Regions from separate parts of the Arachis hypogaea genome. Here region 2 is linked to region 1. A link is a contact called in public Hi-C data. All regions are on one chromosome and are shown on one strand. The core of a region is the stretch at or near the end of the contact, and the rest is flanking DNA. Distances in the headings are between cores, read along the strand shown.

Region 1 (5,219 bases), core at 914-3,413:
AAAAATAAATTATAATTAAAAAATATCTAATTAAAAAATTTAGTCTAAGAAATTTAGTTACAAACTTTTAAGTTATAAGAATCTAATTAAAAATTAATAAAATTATAAAAATTAATTAAAAATAGAAAACTATATAATTGGAATATTAAGGGTTTAGTATATATTTTTTTTCTTCTAGAGTTTTCGGAACATATATAATTTTATAAAAAGTATGCTTGCTATTTCGAAAGTGGAACAAAAAACATCGTGGTTAAAAGATAATTTCTTTATTATGTTAATTAATTTTACATTTATTATGTATTTAAGTTATAAAAAAAGGAATTAATAGTCACATTAGTAGTTATATATATATATATATATATATATATATATAACAAATAGATGAAAAATTATCCAATAATTAATATTTTTATATTATTTAATTCAACCGATTTTGATATTTTATAAATAAATTTTTATTACTGTCACATGTTATATATTTGTCCCACGATATAAAATTTTCAATTTATCCACCTTCACCATGAGACTTTAGAATAGTGACAGATCTAGAAAATTAACGATTGAAATAAAAATATATAAAATATATTAATAATTTATTGGTTTAAGTACTTGTTAGTTCTTATAATTTAATAATTTTTAGTTAGGTTCTTATATTTTAAGAATTTAGAATCAAATAATTATATTAAGTAAAAAAAAAAATTGTTTAATTGGATCCGTAGTAGGTATCTTTAAAAAATGTACATTAATCCTAAAATATTTTGCTTTTAAAAAATTTTATAATTCATTGTATATCAAATATAAAAACAAATATTTAAAAAAAAGTTAAAAAGATCCTAACTGAAAACTTTTTTTTATCTCATATAAGGATTTAACATAATAACAAATTTTTAAATTATAATGACTTAAATGAAAATTTGATAAAATCGTAAAGGCTAATAAAAAAATTAAACTTAATTTTTTTAATTATATTATGGTATTGTAAAATATGATTAATTTTAAAATACTGTAACTAACAAATTAAAATATTAAAATAATAATTTAAATAAGAATATATACTTTAGAATTCGATTATTGTAAGTTTCATATTTAAGAAAATAATAACTTTTAAAATATGAATACAACTAAATATCTCTCTTTTTATATATATATATATATATATATATATATATATATATATATAATATAATATAAAATAATCACGTAAAAAATTATTTTTCTTACGATTATGAAACCCACTGTTTATAATATTTATAACTGAAAAATTCTTTCAAGTTTCAACTAATGTAGTTGTTATGAGAAAATTCAAACTTACTATAAAAAAGAAAACACTCATAGATAAAATATTCTTTCAGGTGTTAATCAATTTTAAATAAAGAACATCAATTTTATTTTAAGTTCAAGAATTGATCACAAAAATTTATATCTAAAATGACATGCTCAAGTTAACTATCTAATGGTAAAAATGAAGTTAAAAAAATTCGAGTGCTCTCAAATTAATTATTTTAATGGGACAAATAATTATTATTGTCATATATTACTCAAAAAATTTTTACATGTGTAGTCAAAGTAATTGCCCGCACATTTTAATACACAAATCTATCCCTGCTTTAAAATTCTTCTTCCTATAATTGATATTTTTCGATATATTTATAGTAATGATAACACTTAATCCAAAATTTGTAGTCACGACAACAACAGTAATATTGTTAGTCATAATATTAATAGTAAAAAAAAGTTATATAATTATTAGCAACATTAATGTTAATAATGCAACTTAATTTTGATATGATATTTGACCTATAGAAATATAATGTTATTAGTGGAAAAAAGGTGATAAGATTTAAAAGGTGAGAAATGAGATCAAGTAGTTGTTTGCAGCTTAAAAACTTTATTAAAAAACTATTACGACAGTAAGACCAACATTAATTTTGGTCACCTTGTATTAGTTTTTGGGTCTTAAATTAGTACTACTTTTATATGCCTCTCTTTTTTTGCAATAGGCCCAAAATTAATTGCTCTCATCCAATAAAAACATAAAAGAACCCATATTACCAAACGCATAATGAAAATGATCTTAACTATTAATTATTGTTACACATTGCTAATCTCAGTAAGGTACTTCATAATGCACGTGACCGGTTAAGTACTATCACTGCAACACCCTGCAATGCCCTGCAATTTATGCAGAAAATGTCTCACTCCACCAACACTTGTCACATTTAAGTATTGCCAACACTAATCTATACATATAGATAAAATCTTCCTATCTACACGGAAGAGTTTGCCTTTTTTTTTTTCTGAGTTGTACTGTTCCATTGCACTTGCTGAACTTTATGTTGATATGTGCATGGTTCTCGGTTTTTGGCCTTGAATATAATTCCTACGTTTTTACCCTTCTATTTGGTGCTTTCATTAGCCGTGACAGTTGTTGAGAACATGAGAATGAAGGGGATAGAGGCTGACATCAAGAGATTTTTTCAGAGAGCTCGGATCTCTGAGGCAGCGGATGTGAAATTTGAGGCGATCCAGAGATCAATTACACAACTCCTCAATGAACATACTTGCAATCACTCCCCTTTTGCTGAGATGCTCCATGGATCGAACTCCGATGCCAATTACAACTACCGCAATGTACCACCGCATCGAAGGGTAAACTTTCACTCCATGGATCAAACTCCAGATGCATTGGGTTGGATATTTTAACTAGATCAATATTTTGTTTTTTTTTTTTTCCAAGTCCCTCTCATGAAGAACAAGTTGGTATAACGACCATTCACATGTCCTTAGTTTCAAACGTCCTAAAGAACTGCCAAATTTCGCGAATTGTACCAATATTGAACCCCCAGAAGTGTTGCGTGACTGCTTCATTAGTTGTGTGGAATAGGAGATACAAAGGGAAGTAAAAGCACAATGTCCACCTTCTCTCATGAAGGCAAATTTGCAAACCCTTCAAAATCAACCCATGGCCCAAACAACTACAGACCACAATTCACCAACCAAATTTCAACCACACCACAAAGACCACTTTTACGGAACAACCTACCACCTTTGTTACCAACACCAAATCAATGTCCTACATCTAACTCCAACCGAAATCCCATAAAAGAGTTGTCACCAGCAAAGATTCAAAGCAAAAGAAAGAAGGGCCTTTGCTTTTGGTGCGATGAGAAATTGTCAGCCAACCACAAATGTCCGAATCGACACTTTATGCTGTACTAATTTGAAGGTGATGTGGAGTGTGTTAGTGAAGAACAACCAGCGCCTGAGGAGATATGCAGCAATTGGATCAACAGGTAGTTAAGAATCATTTGTCATATAATGCTATGCATGGGACTTCAGGTCCAGCTATAATTCGCATTAAGGCATTGATAAATGGGTTGGAGATTCAAGTATTTATTGACGCGTGCAGCTCGGACAACTTTATCTTGCCAAGGATTGCCAAGTTTTTGAATCTGCCAATAGAACAAGCTCCGGGTTTCAAGGTCATAATGGGAAATTTCACAGTAATGAGCGTAGAAAGATGCATTCCTTCTATGGAAATCAGCATTATTCAGGACTATAAAGTCAACATGCCAGAGGTTTATGAGTTACACCTTGCGGGTGGGGACATGGTCATTAGTACAACTTGGCTCAAGCAACTTAGAGCGGACATAGTTGATTATGATGCCTCCTTCATCAGATTCTTGCATGATGGATAATTTGTAGCTGTGTATGGTGAAAATTCGCTGATTACCTCACAAGCACAATTTCATCACATTTGCAGAATGGTAAGCACTGATGCTATTACTGAACCATTCACCTTGCAAGTGTGCAACACTGATGAGAAATCTAGTTCCTCACTGCAGCTGCCAGAAAATTTGTAGCCAGAGTTAGCTCTCTTGTTACATACATATCCACCAGTCTTTGCACAGCCCTCGGGTCTACCTCCGCAACGTGCACATGATCACAGTTGATACAAGGATTGAATCCGGTTAATGTTCGATCTTATAGGTATTCGCAAAACCAAAAGGTGCAAATCAAAGTGATGGTGCAGCAAATGTTGGATGAAGGAATTATTCAACCAAGTAAAAGCCCTTTCTCATCTCCAATCCTGTTGGTCAAGAAGAAGGGTGGTACATGGAGATTTTGCACTGACTATCGTGCTCTCAGCAACATCACAATGAAGGATAGCTTTCCAATCCTAACAGTTGATGAGTTGTTAGACGAATTGTTTGGGCTAAGTTGTTAGAGTTAGTATTAAAACGGTTGCAGTAGGAAACACAATATGCAAAGCTCTCTAAATGTCTTTTTGAAACAAATAAAATTGATTATTTGGGCCACAGAATTTCGGAGCAGGGAGTGCACATGGAGAGAGATAATGTGCAGGCGATAGTTGATTGGTAGCAGCCTATGAACACACAACATTGGAGAGAATTTCTCAACTTAACCGGTTACTATAGATGGTTCATCAAGGGCTATGCTTCGACGAAAGCTCCTTTAACTGGTTACTATAGAAGGATTCATTTCAAGGGAATGAACAAGCTGCAGTTGTCTTTATGCAACTCGAAAAGGCAATAACCTCACAACCAGTGTTGGCATTACCAGACTTTGATTTGCCTTTTGAAGTTGAGACAGATGCCTCAAGCAGTGGGATTGGTGCAATTTTAACTCAAGGACAACATCTAGTCGCATATTTTTCCAAGAAGCTCTCACCAGCAATGCAGCAACAATCCGCCTATACGAGGGAGTTCTATGAGATCACAGAGGCCATAGCAAAATTTTGTCATTATTTGTTAGGGAAGAGATTTGTCATTAGAACGGATTAGAAGAGCCTGAAAAGCTTTATTGGAACAAACTTTACACACACCAGAGCAACATAAATGGATGCAAAAGTTGCTTGGTCCGCTCCCGATTTATAGTGGTTAACAACTCTGAGAGCGGATATTGAGGCAGACTCTACCCTCAAAGCCATGCTCCAGAAATGCCACAATAATACTCAAGAGGACTCAAACTACACTAGTCAAAATGGGATCTTGCTGTGGAGAAATAGAGTGGTTATCCCTCCAAAGAGTGATTTAGTTAAGTTAATCTTGAAAGAATTCCATGACAGCAAGGTTGGTGGGCATTCAGGCATAGTAAAAACTATGGAATGAATTTGTTCTAGTTTTTACTAGCTGAATATGCTGCAGGATATCATAAATTATGTGATTTCGTGCTCAATTTGTCAACAAGCTTAGGTA
Region 2 (5,219 bases), core at 729-3,228, 530 kb before region 1:
GTCACTCCTAAAGCACGCATTAAATGCGCTTTAATTGCGGTCAAAATTTTCTAGTACATATATTTATGTAGATACAATGAAGAAGAGACTGGGAGTTTTCATCAAAAACACTTTCCCGTTATATCAGATGTATCTAGAGGGATATCGAAAGTACTTTCCTTGAGTAGTAGGTTAGGTCACAAACCCAAAAATATAGAGTGGCCTTGTGTTAATAAGGTCGAATAGTAACAAAAATCCAGGATTTGAATTCTTTTAGCAGTTCTTTAGTATATCACCTACGGGAGCAGATTCGTTGGTCACCCTTGCTGTGGGCAATGCTGCAGTTCATTAATTTTGATAGGTTAGATTAGTTCTTTTATTCAATCCAATGGTTTTATTAGGTTTTTGTAATCAACTATACTTCGTATACACTAAAAGTAGTCATCAAAGTAGTTATAGAGTACAAGTTGCAATACAAAATACATATTAAAATAAATTAAACACTATATATATTTATTTTTTTTTGTGACTACACTATATATATTTATTTATATACAAATACATAGTGGGTGATTTTTTTTTATGTGCACATAGCATTTTTGTATTGCAATTCCTAATGGCTTTAGGTTCTCACATGTGTAGTTGGGATATTTTGTGTTTTTCCATTTCCATGGTTTCTTTTGTTATCTTTAAACAATATTGGGATATTTTTGAAAGAAAATTTATGTCAAATAATTTTTATAAGGTTATTATTATTCTTGAAGAACATAACTTTTAAATGTTATTTTTGTAATTTTTCTCTTATCTTTTACTCTTAAGAAAGTTTAACTTGAAAAAAACTTTTGATTTGACCAACTTATTATACAAATGATCCTATTTTATTCTTCTCTAATTATTTTGTTGAATTATAATTTGGCCTTGGATACCTTAAAAACTCAAGAGTTAACTCTAGTATTTGGACAATGAATCCTACTTCAGTCGTCGTCGACCACAAAAAAAGTCTGCAAGTAGAGTGCGGTTAAATGAAATAAATTAATAATCCACAAAAGATATGTAAGAATGCCAAATCTGTATAATGGAATACAAAATAAGTGAAAAGCACATGAAAGGGCAAATACTGAAATAAGTTAAAAAGTATGAAATTCTATTTAAGGCCCCCATACAAATGATAGCCCAAATCTACATGTTCCAATGAATCCGCTCCTATCATTTATAAAAGAGTCCTGCTAGAAAGACAATGGCTTATTTGTACAATGTGCATAATGGACTATAATACTATATGAGTTACAAAATGAACATCTTCGTACTATCTAGAATAATCATCCGAGTAATAGGGATAATAAACATCTTCTCAAAAGCTTAAACTAATTTTTGGGTTCACCAAAAATCGAACTCTTAACCTTTTGGATATAGAGCTCTAATACTATGTTATGATACCATTCATTCCAAAAGTTTCAACTGATGAAAAAAAGATAACACTAATGGTTATATCTCTAATACTCCATAAACCTCCATTGTACACATTGTACAAATATTTCATTAACTCCTCATACTTTCCCTTTATAAAAATGAATGCTATACTTAGATCTTTTTCAATCAACAAATTACCCTTGCCTTAAACTAGTGGCAAATTCTTTGATGCCTATAAGTTTGGTGTCGAATTTGTCGAAATTACTTTTTATGGTAAGTTTTAAATATTTAAAAATAATTTATTTTTATATTTGTTAAATTAAATATTAAATTTTATTTTTTTTAGTAAATTAGGCAACTTTCTATTAGCACGCTAGCAAACACCCAAACTAGTACCTACCAAACAAGTAATCTTGTTTTTCTTGGCAAGGACTATTTGGGTCTTATGATTTGGGCTTTTGGAGGACTATTTTGGACTTGAAGCATGACTATGGATCAATTTGAACATGATTGGCATCCAAGTGAGGCCTGGATCAGATAGCAAATTGACTGTCTCTTAAAAAGCTACACCAGGGTTCACTTTCTAACTAAGATTGGGTTGTGATTTAAGAACACCATACTGACCAAAAAAAAAAAAAAACGGAACACCACACTGTGTATGAGTTGTGTACTTGTGACAAAAAAATGCTTTGCTGAAGAATATTTAATTGGATAAATTGTCCACCAAACAATAGACTTGGATGAGTCGAGTGGTCAGCTCATTTGTCCGCTTAAACAAGTGTCAGAGGTTTGAATCCCGTCTTGTGCATACAATAACTCATTAGCTAATGGCAGGACCCTTAAATGGAGCTTAGATTCGCGACATATTAGTTCTTAGTCTGTCGAGTTGGAAAATACCGTAGACAATAAAAAAAAAAATTGTTCACCAAACCCTGTGCCTCAAAGTGCTTTGGTTTCATGTTTTATTTCAACAAACTTTGGATATTGTACTTTTGCATTGAGTTGAAGGATGATGGCTTGGGATCCATTTGGGAAGAGTATTTGGACTTAGACCTTGCGTAGAGCCAATTTTGGCTGTTGGCATAAAAATTATTACACCTAGATTGGGATCTTATGATGTGGTAATCCGAAAGTGAAGATGTTGGCCAATCCAAGCTTATTGTGGTTCTCTTGAGTAAATATTTCACATAACTTCCTTATATGAAGATTTTGGATCAAATTCTTCTAAAGAGAAAATATTGGCAGAGGAAAAAAGTGAAAGGCTAATCACCCTTGAATCAAGGTATCACATATGATAAAAATTACAAATTCAATGGTAATTGACCGCTTACTTTATCCCTTTGAAATTCTCCCTACTTTAAAGGATACTTTTCAAAAGATTTTTACTATTGATTAGATTGTCTTCTAGAATGCATAATACATAACCTTCCTGATCAAATGTGAAAATCTACGCGTCTAAATCATATAAAATTTTCACATTGAAGAGTTCATTTTCATTATTCTAACAATGCTAGTAAGCAATGCTAGGTTCAATAGAACTATAGAAAAGTGATACAACTAGTAATATATGAGAATTACATTTTGGGCCAAATTTGCTATATATATATATATGAAGCAAATAAAATTTTCTCATTTCTTTCTAGGTAATTATCACTATCCTTTTGCAGGAAGTAACAATGGAGATTGAAGAACTTGAGAAGCTAAAGGATGAACTTGAAGAGAAACTGAAAAAGGTTTTTCTATTTTGCCTGCTCGTAATTGTCTTGTTCCAATTACAATATATAAAATCTATTGTGTTTATATACGCAAATGTAATTTTGGGGAGTAACTGTTCTCCTATCTATAACTTGCAGGCATGATTTGTAAAATTTAACAGATTTAAGGCTAGGAATAGAATACCAACCAAATAAGAATAATAACCAATAACAGTGCATACTTGTTGGATCTTCCTTACCAAGAAATCATATTCATGAATCTCTGAACCCTCTTTTAGAAAAGGAAACATTCTTTCTTGTAGATGATAGTTTGAGGAGATTCCATTTTAGACTATTCCTCTTATCAGATAATTACACTGATGGAATAGTAGATTAGTAGCCACCAATTGCTTAAGTTTACACTGGTTTCTGCACTCCTGTTCAGCACACTCACTTTCACCCAAACTCAATCACAGTGTCACTTCCAAACCTATAGCGGTTCACTAAATAATTCGTGGTTTTTCAATCAGGTTTAATTGAACATAATTTCCACTTTCAATAGAAGCCCAGCATCACAAAATGCTAACATGATTTTACATATCGTCTTTCTGTTACATTTTGGTTGAATTACATAATCCTACTACTACAGGTCAACAGCTTGTTATTATCTGCTAGAATGCGCCTCCACAATGCAAGAGAAGAAAGAGATCAATTCAATGAAGCAAGCAATGAAATTGTTGTACATTTGAAGGCTAAGGTACAAAATTTTATTTCATGCTTAAGGTGACATCTACAGGAAAGTTAACTAATTTTAAAGGCTACTCAGAAGCCAATAATGTGTTATGAACCCTTTTGATATTTTTGATAATCTGTTATGAAGTTTTTTGATATTAGGAAGATGAGATGATTCGATCAATTGCTTCTTACACAAGGGAATCAAATGTTGTTGATACATGGATGCATTTTCTAGAGAATACATGGCTTCATCAAACCTCCCATACGAAGAAAGAGAAGGAGCAGATCAAGTATGTGCTCTAGTTTAGTAACATTGGCCAATAAAATATAATCAACTAACACTCTTGAAAGAATACACTTTTGATTATTCCAAGAGTTCCTATAGTTTCATTTAATTTCAAATTATGTCTCTAAAGTTGAAAAGTTTATAATCAAGTTTTTACATTATGAAAAAGTTTAATTAGGTCTTAGTTTACATACTTCTAAGTCTTCATACAATAAAAAAGGTTGCTCTAGTTTAAAATTTTGTCATCAAGTCCTACATTGTACAAAAATTTTCAAGAAGAAAAAGAAAAAAGAAAAACAGCAATTCATCATCCAATATAAACGCTTGATCACAAAGTTTTTTAAACTACAAGAATTTAGTTAAAAAGAGGTTGTAAAATATGGAGATTTGACTTGAAAATGTTTAGGTAGTAGGGGCCTAATCAAAAGTTTTTATGAAATATGCGACCTTAATTACAACATTTGTGTTAGACTACTTACATTACACACTTTAGATGCAACCTTTTTTCAATTTTTCTAAACCGTGTTGAATGTAGTATGCTTGCACTGAGCTGCCCTATAAAAAACTTAATTACAAACTTTCAATTTATTAGGACTTAACTTAAAACTAAATGTAATTATAAGGATTTCTAGAACCTATCAAATTTATATCTGTCATTAATAGTGCCTGATGTGTGCCTTACGTTTTAATTTTCATAGTATCTAATTTTTTTCTTTTTGCTTATACAAAGTGTTGAACTCCAGAGATATGGAGAAAATTATGTGAATTTGATCATTCAGCTTTTGTCTTCATATGAGGTAATAAATCACCAAGCTTAATAACTTTCAGATTTTTTTATAAACTCACTTGCTTCATTTCTTTATCTTCTCATCACCAGCTTACTTATCTGTTAGGAAAAATTGGGTTCATCAGTTAAGCAAATGAGAAAGCTTGTGGAGAATTTAAGTTCAAATAAAGGGTATGGCACTCTGTCTCTCTTAATTGTATATTGTGTCAAAATTATAACTATAACTTTTTACTCATACCAGATTAGAGAATCCAACAGCTCCAGATAATGAGGATTCTAAAGTGAATCCAAGGAAAAAGCTTCAAGATGAATTTTTGGATATAGAATC

Evidence for each region. A called contact is a pair of places that touch in the nucleus more often than the background predicts.
Region 2: a contact with region 1 is called in a Hi-C map of an unstated tissue, with 4 times the contacts expected there. The contact joins two enhancer-like sites. A contact is called at or near these places in 3 of 8 Hi-C or Micro-C datasets (leaf and an unstated tissue).

The regions. Positions count from the first base shown.
Region 1 is chr2:31,438,000-31,443,218 of arahy.Tifrunner.gnm2.J5K5, reverse strand. No RefSeq gene overlaps it. Among protein-coding and RNA genes, the nearest start is that of LOC112763478, 19 kb to the right of the region's middle. Within about 2 kb of position 2,163, at least 1 of the 3 cell types and tissues checked has open chromatin away from gene starts, as enhancers often do.
Region 2 is chr2:31,965,105-31,970,323 of arahy.Tifrunner.gnm2.J5K5, reverse strand. LOC112723505 reads left to right here. Exons shown (of 18, transcript XM_072208507.1): 11 at 3,057-3,122; 12 at 3,733-3,840; 13 at 3,978-4,108; 14 at 4,835-4,901; 15 at 4,998-5,062; 16 at 5,133-5,219. Among protein-coding and RNA genes, the nearest start is that of LOC112723505, 11 kb to the left of the region's middle. Within about 2 kb of position 1,978, at least 3 of the 3 cell types and tissues checked have open chromatin away from gene starts, as enhancers often do.